Regions from separate parts of the Mus musculus genome. Here region 2 is linked to region 1. The links are chromatin contacts, called in public HiChIP or PLAC-seq maps. All regions are on one chromosome and are shown on one strand. The core of a region is the stretch at or near the end of the contact, and the rest is flanking DNA. Distances in the headings are between cores, read along the strand shown. Region 1 has its middle 160 kb from the start of Gm24212. Region 2 overlaps Gm3134 (predicted gene 3134).

Region 1 (6,576 bases), core at 1,236-3,735:
AAAATAAGCTAGAGAGTGGTTGAGAAAAACACCCAAGGTTGACCTCTGTCCTTCATGCACACATGCATGAACTCACACACAGACACAGCACACTCACAAGCAAAATACAACCAAAACAATCTTTGCCTACAACCATGCAAGAGCTGTGCAGATGTATAGAGACACATCTGGCATTGTATCCTCCCTAGGGCCAGAGTCTCTCACAGGGAGAGCTAGGATGATGCAGGTTTTTGGTGGGAGTTGGTGACAGGAAATTTCTAGAGCCATTGCTTGTGGTCACAATGGTTTTGTCTTTATTTCTCTTGAGCTAACGTCTCACTGGTCCTCATTTGTCTGGTCACTCTTCTTTTAGTTCACCAGTGGGTTAGCTTGTGCTCATCAGAGAAGTTTACAGCAGATGACTGACCTACCTTGTTTCAGATACTTTTCGAACATGTGTGTTTTTGTTTGCTCCCTGTTGCCTTAGTAAGAACCATAAGAAAAAGCAACTTAGTCCTTCAGCAAAGGAAGCCAGGTCAGGAGCTTAAGCTGGGCAGGAACCAGAAGGCAGGAACTGAAACAGAGACAACAAAGGAAAGCTGCGAGGTGCCCCCAAGGCTTGCTCATTCTGCTTGCTTATATACTCCGGGATCACCTGCCCCCATGGCACCACGCAGAATGGGCTGAACCGTTACACATCAATCATCAATCAACAAAACCACCCACAAACTTGCCCAGGGGAAATCTAATGAATGCGCTTTCTTAATTGAGGTTTCCCCTTTCCAGATGCACCTAGCTTGAGCTAAGTTGACGAAACTAATCAGCACATTGAGTTATTGCTAGACTTTTAAAAAATTAGTAGCAATGGAGGTTAGACTTGGAGGTCCAAGGCAGGGTCTGTGTTGAGCCACTCAGTACAGTCTACATGATGGAGAATGGAGGATGCTAGCTTCAGCTACTCAGCTCCAGGATGAAGACAGGAATGTCTCCTGAGCTCATCTCCCTCGGGACAATGGGAGGGATAAGCCAAGGATCCTGTGGGCAAAAACACACATGTCCTATGGTTTGCAAATTTTAAAATGCTCTCTCCTTTCAGTGCAATTATCCTTCTCTTGAAAGGAAAATGATCCATGATCTTCCCATGTAAAGATCCCTGGGTGGAGGTGGGGGACAATGTCTTTCTGCTTCGTGCAAGGTCTACAGCCCCATTCCTCCCCCACACCTAATAAAGAATGTCAGACTTCTGGTCTGTTAGTCACAAAGTAAATGCTCACATGGGCTCCTGTCATTGCGAGTGTTGAGTCCCTAGGAAAACAAATGAGGGACTTGACCTCTTTGGGGTTGTTTTTGTTGTCCTCAATGTTCACTGGGGAAGGAACAAACAAGTAATACTGTAGCCTCCCCCAGCCCTGAGTAGGCTGGCTCAGACCTGGATGCCACTGAGAATGAGACCACCTGGGGTGGAGCCTTCCCACCTAGATGGTTCTATTGTTTGGTCACGTAGCTGTTCTTTTCTGAGACACTGTTACCTGCTGAGAGATTCAGAGAGATTCTGCAGACAGCAAGCAACCTAGTGATTGACACCTTCTTGCCAAACCAGTGCTGTCAGACAGCCGCTTACAGGCTGGCAACAGGCATCAAGAGTGGATCTGTGGGAGATGGGCTTTCTGCCTATATAAGCACAGATTTTTAGTAAACTCTGGGCCATGATCAGAAAATTTGTCTTGGTCTCTTTACTTCTCTCGCCGTTCTCTCCTTTACAGCTCCAGCCTCCCACTCAGGAATCCAGTTAGTGTGGCTGCAGTCGACTATATAATCGGTTTTCAGAGTACCTTTCATTTAAACTTGTCTGTTTAGTTTGATGTTTCTCCCATCTTGTTTCTACACCCCAACACACACAGTCTCTCCCTCTCTGATGGGCAGAGGCATTGCCTAAATGACACGAGCACTTTCTACTTTAAAGAATACAAATAGAAGCGACTCAAAGTCAACATTGGGGTGTCATCTGGCTCTACACACATTCTCTCCTGTAATGCTCAGAGCTGAGGTCCAGCAGGAAGATCTGCCTTGTCCAAGCTCATATTGCTAGTGAATGTCTCGCTCCATATTTTTAGATGAGCCACTAGTTACTTGATTGATGTGAATTCTTTGAATCAAAAAGCACATCAAATGGACTGAAGGGACAAGCCTGGCCAGTTTTTGTCCCATATAGCCTAAAGACTTCTTCTATGTAAGATTCTGCAAACATACCAACAAGCAATCTCACTACCATCTCATTCAGCTATAAAACTCCTCTGAATTTTACTGCATGGATTCTAAGCCACAGGCTGCTTTAGTCACTGTTAGCCTCTGGTGCCAGCCCTGTCTGTCACACCTCCCTCTGCATGCCCTTGCAAGAGACCCTTGGTTGGCTCCTAGAAGAAGGAGCATTTGAACAGGCCTTCTTGTTCCCTTTCAGATGCATGAGCTATTAAGTACTTTTCATTGTAAAGAAATGGGAACTCCCATGTGTCCATTGTCCTTGTGTGGTGGTATTCTTTTGTCAGAGAGCACTGGAGCCTATTGTTCAGACTCCTCTTTTGTTCACATTGAATTCTTCATGATGCTGCATATTTATTATATACCATCCAGATTTTGAGACCTGTTTACTGGGATTTGGGGCAGTTGTAGAGAACAGTGGTTCCACAACGACATACTCAAACAAGGCAGCTTCAAATGAGCCTTGTATGTCTGAGTGGGATTTTCTAGTGCAGATGCTAAGGGCAGGGAAGAGTGTTCACTGCAAGGATATTAATCTTCTCTCCCAGGGAAAAGCAGCAATGAGATGGATCACTGGGTGTTTACCTAGCACAGAGCAAGTAGTCCACACTCATCTGTCTTCTATTCAGCCTCCTTTCAGAGAGACATTATGAGCTAGCCCCGCTCTTGTGATGGCAAATATCACCCGTGACAGCTTTGCAAGTGGCCTTAAGAGCTTGTCAGGAAACTAATCAATGTAGCTCTTCACAAAGGAATCTACTTGATCAATAGCACCAAGAAACCCCAGACCTAACAAACAGATCACATAAGAGCTGTCATGATCAATAGAAGTCTCAGGGAAAATAAATTCTTAGGGCTATTTCAATGAATATATCATAAGTGCTTTGTGCTGATAGCCTTTTCTCTGAGAATTTCCCAAACCCACCAAAGTAATAATGGGAGAGAGTGCACATAGGCAGCCACAGGTTTTCTCACACAAAGACTTGACACAGGACACACATGCAGGGTTCACAGAGAAGAAATAATTCTGATTTTGAAGGAGATTTATTCAAATATATCCTATATTTCCTCACCAACTAGATTGTGAATGTGTTCTTAGATGAGGTTTGTTTTGGTATATCAGAACCAAGGGCATGGCTCCGGCATGAGAAAACCAGTGAATACATTTTGAGCTCATCACCACTCCTCATGTTTCTCGAGGGATACATGTTATTAAGTGGAGATCAAACATTCAAACATCTGACTCCCCCCTCAGAGTTCTTCGAAACACTCTACATTTAAATGTAGTAAACTTTCCTTGAAAACAGTTTGAAATGCAGAGATAAGGAGACCTTGAAATCACTACAGATTCAAGTTTCCTCCTAGAAGAAACAGTAACACATTGAGGTACTTACTGTTCATCTTTTCTGGACTCTGAAGTGTATGTCAGTTATCTTGTTTCTTAACAAATTGCTCCACCATGTAATGACTTAAGACAATTATTACTTTACTTATAATTGAGTGTAGGAATCATCAGTTGGGCAGGGATCAGAGGTGGGCTGGTTTTCTTTTCTGCATTTTGACCAGGGTAATGTGGCTTCCATGACTTGATGTCCCAACAGCACTCATGGCAAAAATGGCTACTGTTCACCCCAGGGAATAAGCCCTGGACTCTGGGTTTCCTTCTTTGCATATTTTCTCCTCTTTAGATGGGCTACCTTGGGCCTTTTTGGATTATGGCACCTTACTGCAAGAGGATTGAAGCAAAATCAGCTAGAATTTGAAGACTAGTGTAGAGGGATTTTAATCTATCTACCTTACTGCTCTGGCTGGAATCCAGACATGCCCTTAGCACACATATTTAATCCCAAACAATGAAGGTAAAATTAGTTTGTAGAAGGAAGCACCCATGTCTGAAAGTGATGTCTAATTTAGAAGCAGACAAAGTGATGAATCAGAGAAAGATTTGACAGAATAGGGTCTGCCCAACTCCCATGAGAAGAGAGGAGAAAGAGAGGCTACTTAAGAGAGCAGCAGCAAGAGATGGAAGGAGAAAGGGCAGTTTTACCGAGACAATCACATAGAGAGAGGTAACAGAGAGAGAACAAGCTAGACCCAGGTGAAAACAGAATGAACCAGAGAAGAAAAAGGAGCCAGAAGATTAGAACATATTGCCAAAGGTAGTACGAGGCCAAACAGCACATTTCAGACAGAAGCTGAAAGAAGCCAGTTTGAATCAGTTAGTGTGGAAAAGAGTTTTGAGCCAAAACAGCTGAATTGACAAACCAGCCAGGAGTTCAGAAAGAACTAGAAAGGGAATGTTTATTCAGCAGTAAGTCTCATAGACTTAAAATATGCTAGGCCTAGATAAAAGATTGTAGAAAGGCTAGAACCTTCCAGACTAGACCTAGGTTAGCAGAAGGAGGCAGTAAGCCTCTGTGGTGACAATTACATCAGAGGAATAAAAGATGCAGTTACAGCTCACCTCAAGAGTCACACAATGCTACTCCAGTATATTTTAGTCATCAGAAGGAGACACAGGATGAGCCCACATGGAAGGGGAGGAGATAGACCCCAGCTCTGGCTGAAGCAGCAGCAAAATCATGTAATAAAGAGCAGAGCAGAAGAGATAAAAAGATAACACTGCTTTCATCATTAAACTTCTCCAACACTGATTTCTTCTAATCCTTCTCCCATAACCCACTCAAATCAAGGAACCTGGCTTGCTCTTCTTCCCAAATGAGCTTTTGTGGAAGGAAATGAGTAAGAGGAGAACGAGTGTATCTTGAGGGTTTTCTGTTTAGAGGGCCATGACTTTAGAGGCAGGAAGAAACTAGGCACAGTTAAGAGGCTGGAATGAAACCTTGAGTCAGCTCTTCCACAGACTGTGGCTGGGCTCCCTTTTAGGGAAGAAGCAGAGAGATGGGTTCAGATCACTAGAAGAGGGGACTACAACAGGTTCTCCAATGGCCAAAGTCCATTGTCATGAAAGAGACAAAATAAATCCCCTAATGTAAAGCATAAAACCCCAAACTACAGGTGCCATGAATCAGAGGTGAGACAGAGACCTATGTGGAGCAATGGCAGACCAGATTTCTGCATGGTTAGGAAAATGCAGAGGGCAGTAGGATCCTTCCCATGACGCTCTTCAGAGACCAAAACCTTGTGCCTTCTTCCTCTCAGCTAACACTTTCAAGTGTCCTTGGGGATGGTGTAAGGGCCACTATGTCTGAGCTATATTCTCATTACCATGCTGAGAGAGATTAGACGTTTTCATATTTTGTTGTACTGGGTATTTTTGATAGGCTGTGAATGATTTATTTTGGCTCTTGTTTCATAGCACTGTCTCATTTCACAACAGTGGAGATGACATAGAGGAGTCCATGATGGCAGGAGCCTGTAAGAGAGACTTCTTCCATCCTGGTCCAGGAAGCAGAGCTGGAGGGGCTTAAAGCACAGGCAAGGCCTTCAGTGTTTCATCCATTGGGACATTTGTTCCACCAGCTAGGCCCCACTTTCTAAGGTTTCCACAGCCTACCAAAACAGCACCACTGACATGGTGTGTGGGATATTTCAGATTCAAACTACATTTGGTTAGTTTCATAATGAGATCTCTCAGGCTGTGCAGTTGAAGGGTCTTGTTAAAAATGATGCCAGAGGAATTCTGGGTAAAAAGCACTAGACAGAGCTTCTTCAGGGAGGAAATGCTTGGTTTCGCAAGGACCTGGAATTTGGTGCATGCTTGCTCTTCTCATTTAGCTAAAGAAGAATTAGATTCTTCTAGAACCCAAGGGTGAATGTTCACCTTTCCACTCCACACACATGATGATAAAGTAGACAGTGTTCATCTTGTGCTAACTGGTCCAGAAGTTCAGGTCATGTGTTCTCCATGCTTATTTGCTTACATTGACCAAACATTTTTGAGAGTCTGTTATGGACCAGGTACTGTGGAAATACAATGACATTGAAAAAAACCACAGCCAACAACAACATCATATACTTGACATTTCAGTGTTCATTGGTCTAAGAAGGGTTTCTTAGTGAAATCGCTCATAAGTTCCATTCTAGGAGAGAATGAAGAGCCTCATTAAGAGCCTGTGGTCTCAAATGGGTCTGACTAACCTATGGGAGGGAGTTACCATAGACTTACCATAGGGAACCTTTGAACAATACTTACTGTGACCATTGCAGAACAAATCAGAGCCTAGTGGCTCACCTCTGGCAAGCACTTCCAATTTTTATCTAAAAATAATTAATCAAACAGAAAATAAAAATCAGACTGAATTTCACTACTGAAAATGGTTAAGGCCTTACATGTTCTATATTCTTTAATCTCTTAAACACACCCAGTGTCTGGTG
Region 2 (6,576 bases), core at 2,363-4,862, 760 kb after region 1:
TGGAACCTCACCATTGCTGGGCGTAAAGACTTTAAACAGCATAGCAAACATACCAACAGACTTACAGAAAAGCAGGGAGGGCAGGATCTTACCCACTGGCCCTGTGCTTCTGAGCATTTTACTGCAGGAGACAAATGTCTGTCAAAGATTTTGACTTTGAACAACCTCAAGAGGCTGTATGGCACACACAACTGAGCGCCTATAAATAGCTCTGGGTTTTGCCTACATGCTTCTAACTATATTCCAATCCAACATCACCACAGCGCCTAAAAGGTTTTTAATATAGATATTAAATATAACCATATCATCACTTCAGTGAGAGCGAGAACAGGGCTTTTCCTCTGGGGTCTTCCCAGCTATTTGCTGCTGACATAACACCATTAAAAATAAACCTACCCAGAGGAAGTAGTCATTTTACATGGTATTAGGACTAATGTTATCGTTTAGTAGCTGCAGAGATTTGCCCACTGCAGAGGCCCCAGATAATGACAGAAACATGATCGTGTGAGATGATTTTTTTCCACGGACAGTTTTCATCATCTGCAGCTTGTCATCTAGATGCTTATTTAAGACTTACATCACTGAGCAAACATTGACGCTTTCAAAAGAATAAAACCATCAGTGCGGCCGAGGGCGATAAGGGATGGCTTTCTCTTCTGGGGCTTGAGACCTTCTGGCTGCGTATGAAACAGGAGGCCTAGCTCTGTGTGAATGGGAAGGTGGAGGGGGACATTCTTCACCTTCTGCCTAGCACACACCAGGCTCAGACACAGACACACCAACCTACAGAATCAGCCCCCAAAGCCTTCCAAATTCAGCCAGTTTTTAGGAAGTGGAAATTCAAAGCGGGTCAGTCACTGAGAAGTCATGATAAAACCAGGCTAGTTACTCCGGAGACTGAGAGGCAGAAGAAGGCTCACGAGTTCAAGACTAGCCTGGACTACAGAGTGAGTTCAAAGCCAGCACCCAGACTCTATTTTAGATATTTTTTTAAAAAATTGTAAAGGCTGGGACTAGAGCTCAGTGGTACTTGCATAGCAATCTCTAGGCCCTGGGTTCAAATCTCCACTACTGCAAACAACTAACCAAGAAAGAAATAATGAAGGTAAAATCAAGGTATGACTTCAACGTCAGAAAATGTCATCAGTCTGTCAATGCCATGGAGGCCAGTGGAGGACAAGGATCCTGAGACACAGGTAGATGAGTTCCCATCACTCTCAATCACTGCAGGTCTCAGTATCTTCCTCACTGCACCACAGGACACAGGAATCTCTCATAGGAGAATTCTTTCCCAGTCCCCACTAACATGTCCATATCCCCTGAGCATCTGCAGTATACTAGACTCTCAGTGGCAAAACAAAGAGACAGAGAAAGGGCAAAGGACTGAGCACTGTGCCTCCCATCCCTCTGGAAGCTAAAGCAAGCCAACTGAGATCTGAGGGCCAGCCTGGGAGGCATGAAAGACTGTCTCAAAGAGGGCAGCACTGTCCCTGACTCCAGATTCAATGGCACTTGCTGGCCCTCGTGGTTTATTGGGAGCTGAATGCCCACACCAAGGGGCTACCAGCAGGGTTAAAAGTCATGCTGTGAGGTGTGCACACAGGGGTAGGTAGCCCTTTTGGTTAGAGCATTAAGAAGCATCTGGGGAGAAAGAGATACAGAGAGAAACAGAGAGAGAGAAACAGAGAGAGAGAAACAGAGAGAGAAAGAGGGGGGTCTGACCTCAGGTGGGACCGTGTATATTCACGTTGAGGGGGCATCTTTGTCTCTCTCTGTAAATATAGCCAAAATGCCAACAGAAAAAGATGGGGTGTGGCCGCTTACGGGGGCAGGAATGACTACGATAATCTGCAAGGGGAGCTGAGCTGGGATGAGTAGGAAACTAGCATTGCTAACTCTGAAAGGATATAAAAATGCATGCCAGAGGCATTACAGCTTTTTTTTTTTTTTTTTTTTTTTTTTTGCTGAGGAGGGTCTTTGTGGGAGAGGCTAGTTCTGGGTCCATCAAAGAGGGGGTCCTTTGCTCATGTAGCAGAAGAGTCTTAAACTTGATCCGCTGCGACGGTTCATGTGATTGCCATGCTGCAGTCTTGAAGCGATTGTACAACTGGCTGGACCAGGCAGCAGAGTTCTGTAGAAGGACAAGGTGACTAATTAGCTGTTACCTCAGACTCCCGCACAAGGAGGGACACTTGGAAGCTTTGTAAAAGAGTCATTAAAACTCTCCTAGCATCTGAGGGATGAATCTGAACAGAGAGAGTCTAAGGAATAGTCCTTGCTTCCAAGTATGATGAACTTTGTATACTTGTTTCAAATATTAGCAATATCAGCTATTATTTAATGAAAAAAAACAGAATATTTCAAGTAAAACAAAAGTTTTGGTTAGAAACAATTTTGAAAGTTGAAATTTTTAAAATTGATATTATTAACTTAATGACCTATACTTGAAAATATGACAATACATATTTTTAACATGAATTGTTATAGCTACATTGCAAGATTACATAGTGAATATATTTTATATTGTCAGGCTGTATAAGGAGACAACTTAATTCTAAGTTGTATTCCCCAGAAAAAAAAAAAATATTTCCAATTTCCAATTTCCAAAGTATATTCTTAGAGACAGTGTCTGCCTGGTCAAGAGTAAATTATTAACCTTACCAAATTTTGTAAGATTAACCCTATTTACAGAAACTTCAAAAGAATCTCTAATACTCATTCCATACACTCAACCAATAGATGAAAGAATGCTGGGCATGGTGAGGCACACCTTTAATCCCAGCACTTGGGAGGCAGAGGCAGGCAGATTTCTGAGTTCAAGGCCAGCATGGTCTACAAAGTGAGTTCCAGGACAGCCAGAGCTACACAGAGAAACCCTGTCTCGAAAAAAAAAAAGTGAAAGAAGAAAGCAGTCAGTCATGTCAAATCTGTAATAATTTGCATGTAACATGAACTGGATTAACAAAACCTCCTGGTTTTACTTTACCTGCTTTAGGCTTAATTTGACATTTGAAGAATACTATATGCTATAACAGCAGACTATATGACAGGAGATAAAAGCTGGTTTCTCTCTCTCCAAGCTTGTCTCTGTAAACAAATTACATTTATACATAGCATGACTGGGCATTAACTTGTATATCTTAATTATCTTTAACAGGTTATAATTGGTAAGTAATTCTTTTATAAGATTAGGATTTTATGATTTTATGCCTGTTAATTTTGAGCCTTAAAAATATAATTCGTGAATTATAACTTTTGGTCACAAAATATTTTATTTAGTAACAAAATAAACTTTAAATCATAAATACAAGCCATGGTGAGATTGGCCGTTTTTTTAGCTTAGTCTTACAAAATGGCCTGATGTTTTGTTTTGTTTTGTTCTCTTTTGTTTTGTTTATGACTCAATTCAAACCAAACCGTGTTGGAAGCCTGGGGTTACCTCCTCAGTCTCATAAAAGGAAGATGCAACATAAGCAGAGAGCTTAGTGGGTGGAACTGTTTTATGCATGCTATTTTAATTCGTTTATCTCACAAGGTCACCTTAACCAAGAGGTGATGTCACATGACATGTCCTTTCTTTAACCTTAGTAAAGATGGTGTCTGGATCACATGGCTTCCAAGATGGTGCCCCAATGAGCCACATGCTTACTCCAAGGTGAGCCTAGGTCATGTCATCAACCAAGATGGCAGCAAATGACATGGTAATCTGATGTTAACCCATTAGGAACACGTTCTTTCCTACACCAAGCTGAATCCAAGTCACAAACATGGTGTTATAGCAAATTACATCCTTTTAAAATCACACTCTATGAACTTTATAAATCCTAAAATATAAAAAATTAAAGTTTCAACAAAAGCTTGAACAAAAGGACAGTAAACAAAACCAAGCAAACAAGGGAGGGGGAAAGAATTCAGAGAGATGAACACCTTGCCATGTATGACTTCTGTGGGAAACCGTTTACTTCTTAGCTATTCTCAAGAGCAAAGTGTCTGTTCCTGGCTCTTTTGTTTTTTCCCTCCTTCTCCTGGTCACAGAGTCAGGAGACCTACTTGAGCCAGGACAGAGTCTTTGGAGGAAACTTTTAAACGAACATGCTTGGGTCTGGGAGAGATGGTCCAAAATCTTACCCCTGAGCCAGGCTTCTCAGTAGAGTAGAACAATATGCAATAATTTTTCAATATTGTCAATACTCAAAAGACTCTGTAAGACTAAATCAGTGATCTTCATATCCATAAATAATTTGTGTATGTCTGCAGGTGGGAGAAATCAGCCTTAAAAATGCCTTTATATTTTAGCATTTGGGCGTTGAGTGTAGTTATAATCCAGAACCTTGAGAAAGATTAAAGTGAACTGTGGGATTTACGGGGTATGGGTCTCAGACCATGCTGCCATTCCATCTTACAGAGTTACCTAAATTAGTTTAGGTATTAGAAATGGCAAATCCCCAATTTGGTCCAACAGTAGCTATTCGTCCAATGTATTTTGAGGCCACGTTTAAACCCAGAGCTGAACAAGTCACCTTGGTATGATGTCTCCCAAATGGAGCTTTGAAGATTAGCCTCTAGCCAGGCTGGGGTACTTTGGATGGAGAATCTGGAATCCATGGCTGAGCCCAGGGCTGAGGTAAAAGCAGGGGTCTGTGTCCCGCTGCTTAGAGCATCCTCTAAGTCCTAAGGAGATCAGATGCTTCTGGGATGTTAATTGGGAGTGGCCAAGCATTACAACGTCGGGGTTAAGGAGCCAGCAGAAGGTTGTCAGAGCTTTCCGATGAACAAGTTGACTCACAACCAGTGGAAAGTCTCTGGAGCTATCAACTCATGAGTCTTACGAGAGCTCCAGGGAGCCTTGAAACCTAACTAGGCACCTCTGAGGTAATTCCCAGAGATCACCTTGTCCCACAGTTTGGCTCTGTTGCTTGCATGTTCTGATTGAATGCAGTGTGGCCTCCCACCTAGGTCAGACTGCATCCAGATAGGAAGGTGAGAGAGGCTGGGCAGAGATAGAAAGTGAAAAGACAGACTGCCTGAGAGGAACAGGTAGCCCTGATGGGCACTTTTGGGGCCAGGGCTTGTCTGAGAGGGAGGCTGGTCCTCAGGTGGGCTTGAGCCACTAGCAGGCTCAGATCTCCCATCCTGGGTCGTTCAGCACCATATATTAGATTACTTTTAAAAGCAGCTGTAGAGAGAGAACATGTAGAAAGAAATAGCGGCGTGGTCTGACATTAGGTGCAACCATGTTTATTCATATTAAGGGGGTTTCTTTGTCACCCATGTGTGTAGGTGGCCAAAATGCCTCTAGGGGAAGATGGGATGTGTCCACTTATGGGGGCAGAAATGACTTCTGTAGTCCACAAAGGAAGCTGAGAAGTGTAGTCCTTCAGTTGGAAACTTACTTTTGTGCAGAGCAGATGAGCAAGAAAAAGAGCTCTCGAATGAGGGAGTACCCATCCGGCCCAGCTCCCTACCTGGCGTCGTGCTCAAATCTGACATGCACGGCTCCATCTGTCCACTAATGCACTGCTGCTAACTCCTCTGCATCCCTGCAGCATCTGTCCCCTATCTACTGAGCTTGACTATCTACTTACAATAGTCCCGGAAACCATCAGTCCACTTCACAGATGAGGAAACTGAGGCTCAGAGCAGGAAATATCATGTAAGGGCAGAGGGGTGGAGTGATGTTGCGGAGTGTGTGTCCTGGGCTGTTGCTTGACTCTCTCTTGTTACTCCTTCATAAACTGTGATGTCATCTGAGCTTCCACCATTCCAGGCCTTTCCCACGAGGTAACAGGACTGAGTCCGTTTTAGGTTTAAGGTCGCAAGACACAGAAAGTTGAGTCCCTTTTCTAAGTGTGCAGGTCAGGAAGGCAGCAACAGAGAGTGACTGGCCTCTTCCCATGGCGAATCTGAAGGATGTACCAGGTCATCTCCAGTCACAACACTGTCACTCTAGGAATAGGGGAATAGGGGCGTATTGAAATGGCTCTTTTCTTGGCCCTCTTGTCCTCACACACCTCTACGGTGCTACAGTCCCTGCCATGTGATCAAACCTGGACTTATCTTCAGAAAGTGATGGGTACCTAAGTTGATATTAGAAATGAAGCACAAGGCTAGAGGGATGTCTCAGCACACTGGCTGGTCTTTCAGAGGATAGAGCAGGGGTGGGAGAGTGCACGTCAAACACCCGCACCCACATGGCATCTCATGAGCACTTGTAACTCCAGTCTCAGAAGATCTGATGCCCTCTTCCTCTGTCAAAGCACACTGCGTGCATGTGGTGCACAGGATAGACACGCATTCAGGCAAACACTCACATACATTAAATAAAAATAAAACCTTAGAAAGATTGTTTAATACAATTTATGTGTATGAGGCACCCAGCAGAGGGGATGAAATGGATGCAGAGAGGTCTCCAGGACTGGTACTGGAGAAGGCTTGTGGGTGCTGGCTTTGGTCTCTCCTTAAGTGGCACAGCTGGCCTGGTGAGGTTCAGCATCAAGAGCTTGTCGACGTCCCAGCCCATTTTTTTTACCTGATGCATTAGCATATCCTTATGATATCTGTTATCCTAATTACATC

What was found. HiChIP or PLAC-seq counts read pairs in DNA pulled down with a chosen protein or histone mark.
Region 2: a contact with region 1 is called in an H3K27ac HiChIP or PLAC-seq map of embryonic stem cells, with 3 times the contacts expected there. The contact joins two enhancer-like sites. A contact is called at or near these places in 1 of 484 Hi-C or Micro-C datasets (embryonic stem cells), 4 of 115 datasets of contacts at active chromatin or transcription factors (all in embryonic stem cells) and 1 of 9 other capture datasets (embryonic stem cells).

Annotation. Positions count from the first base shown.
Region 1 is chr8:89,819,675-89,826,250 of GRCm38.p6, reverse strand. No RefSeq gene overlaps it. Among named protein-coding and RNA genes, the nearest start is that of Gm24212, 160 kb to the right of the region's middle. Within about 2 kb of position 2,485, at least 14 of the 459 cell types and tissues checked have an H3K27ac peak or open chromatin away from gene starts, as enhancers often do. A contact at or near this core is called in embryonic stem cells, where this site is marked.
Region 2 is chr8:89,064,702-89,071,277 of GRCm38.p6, reverse strand. Gm3134 (predicted gene 3134) reads right to left here. Exons shown (of 3, transcript NR_166639.1): 3 at 259-2,131. Among named protein-coding and RNA genes, the nearest start is that of Sall1, 25 kb to the right of the region's middle. Within about 2 kb of position 3,612, at least 5 of the 459 cell types and tissues checked have an H3K27ac peak or open chromatin away from gene starts, as enhancers often do. A contact at or near this core is called in embryonic stem cells, where this site is marked.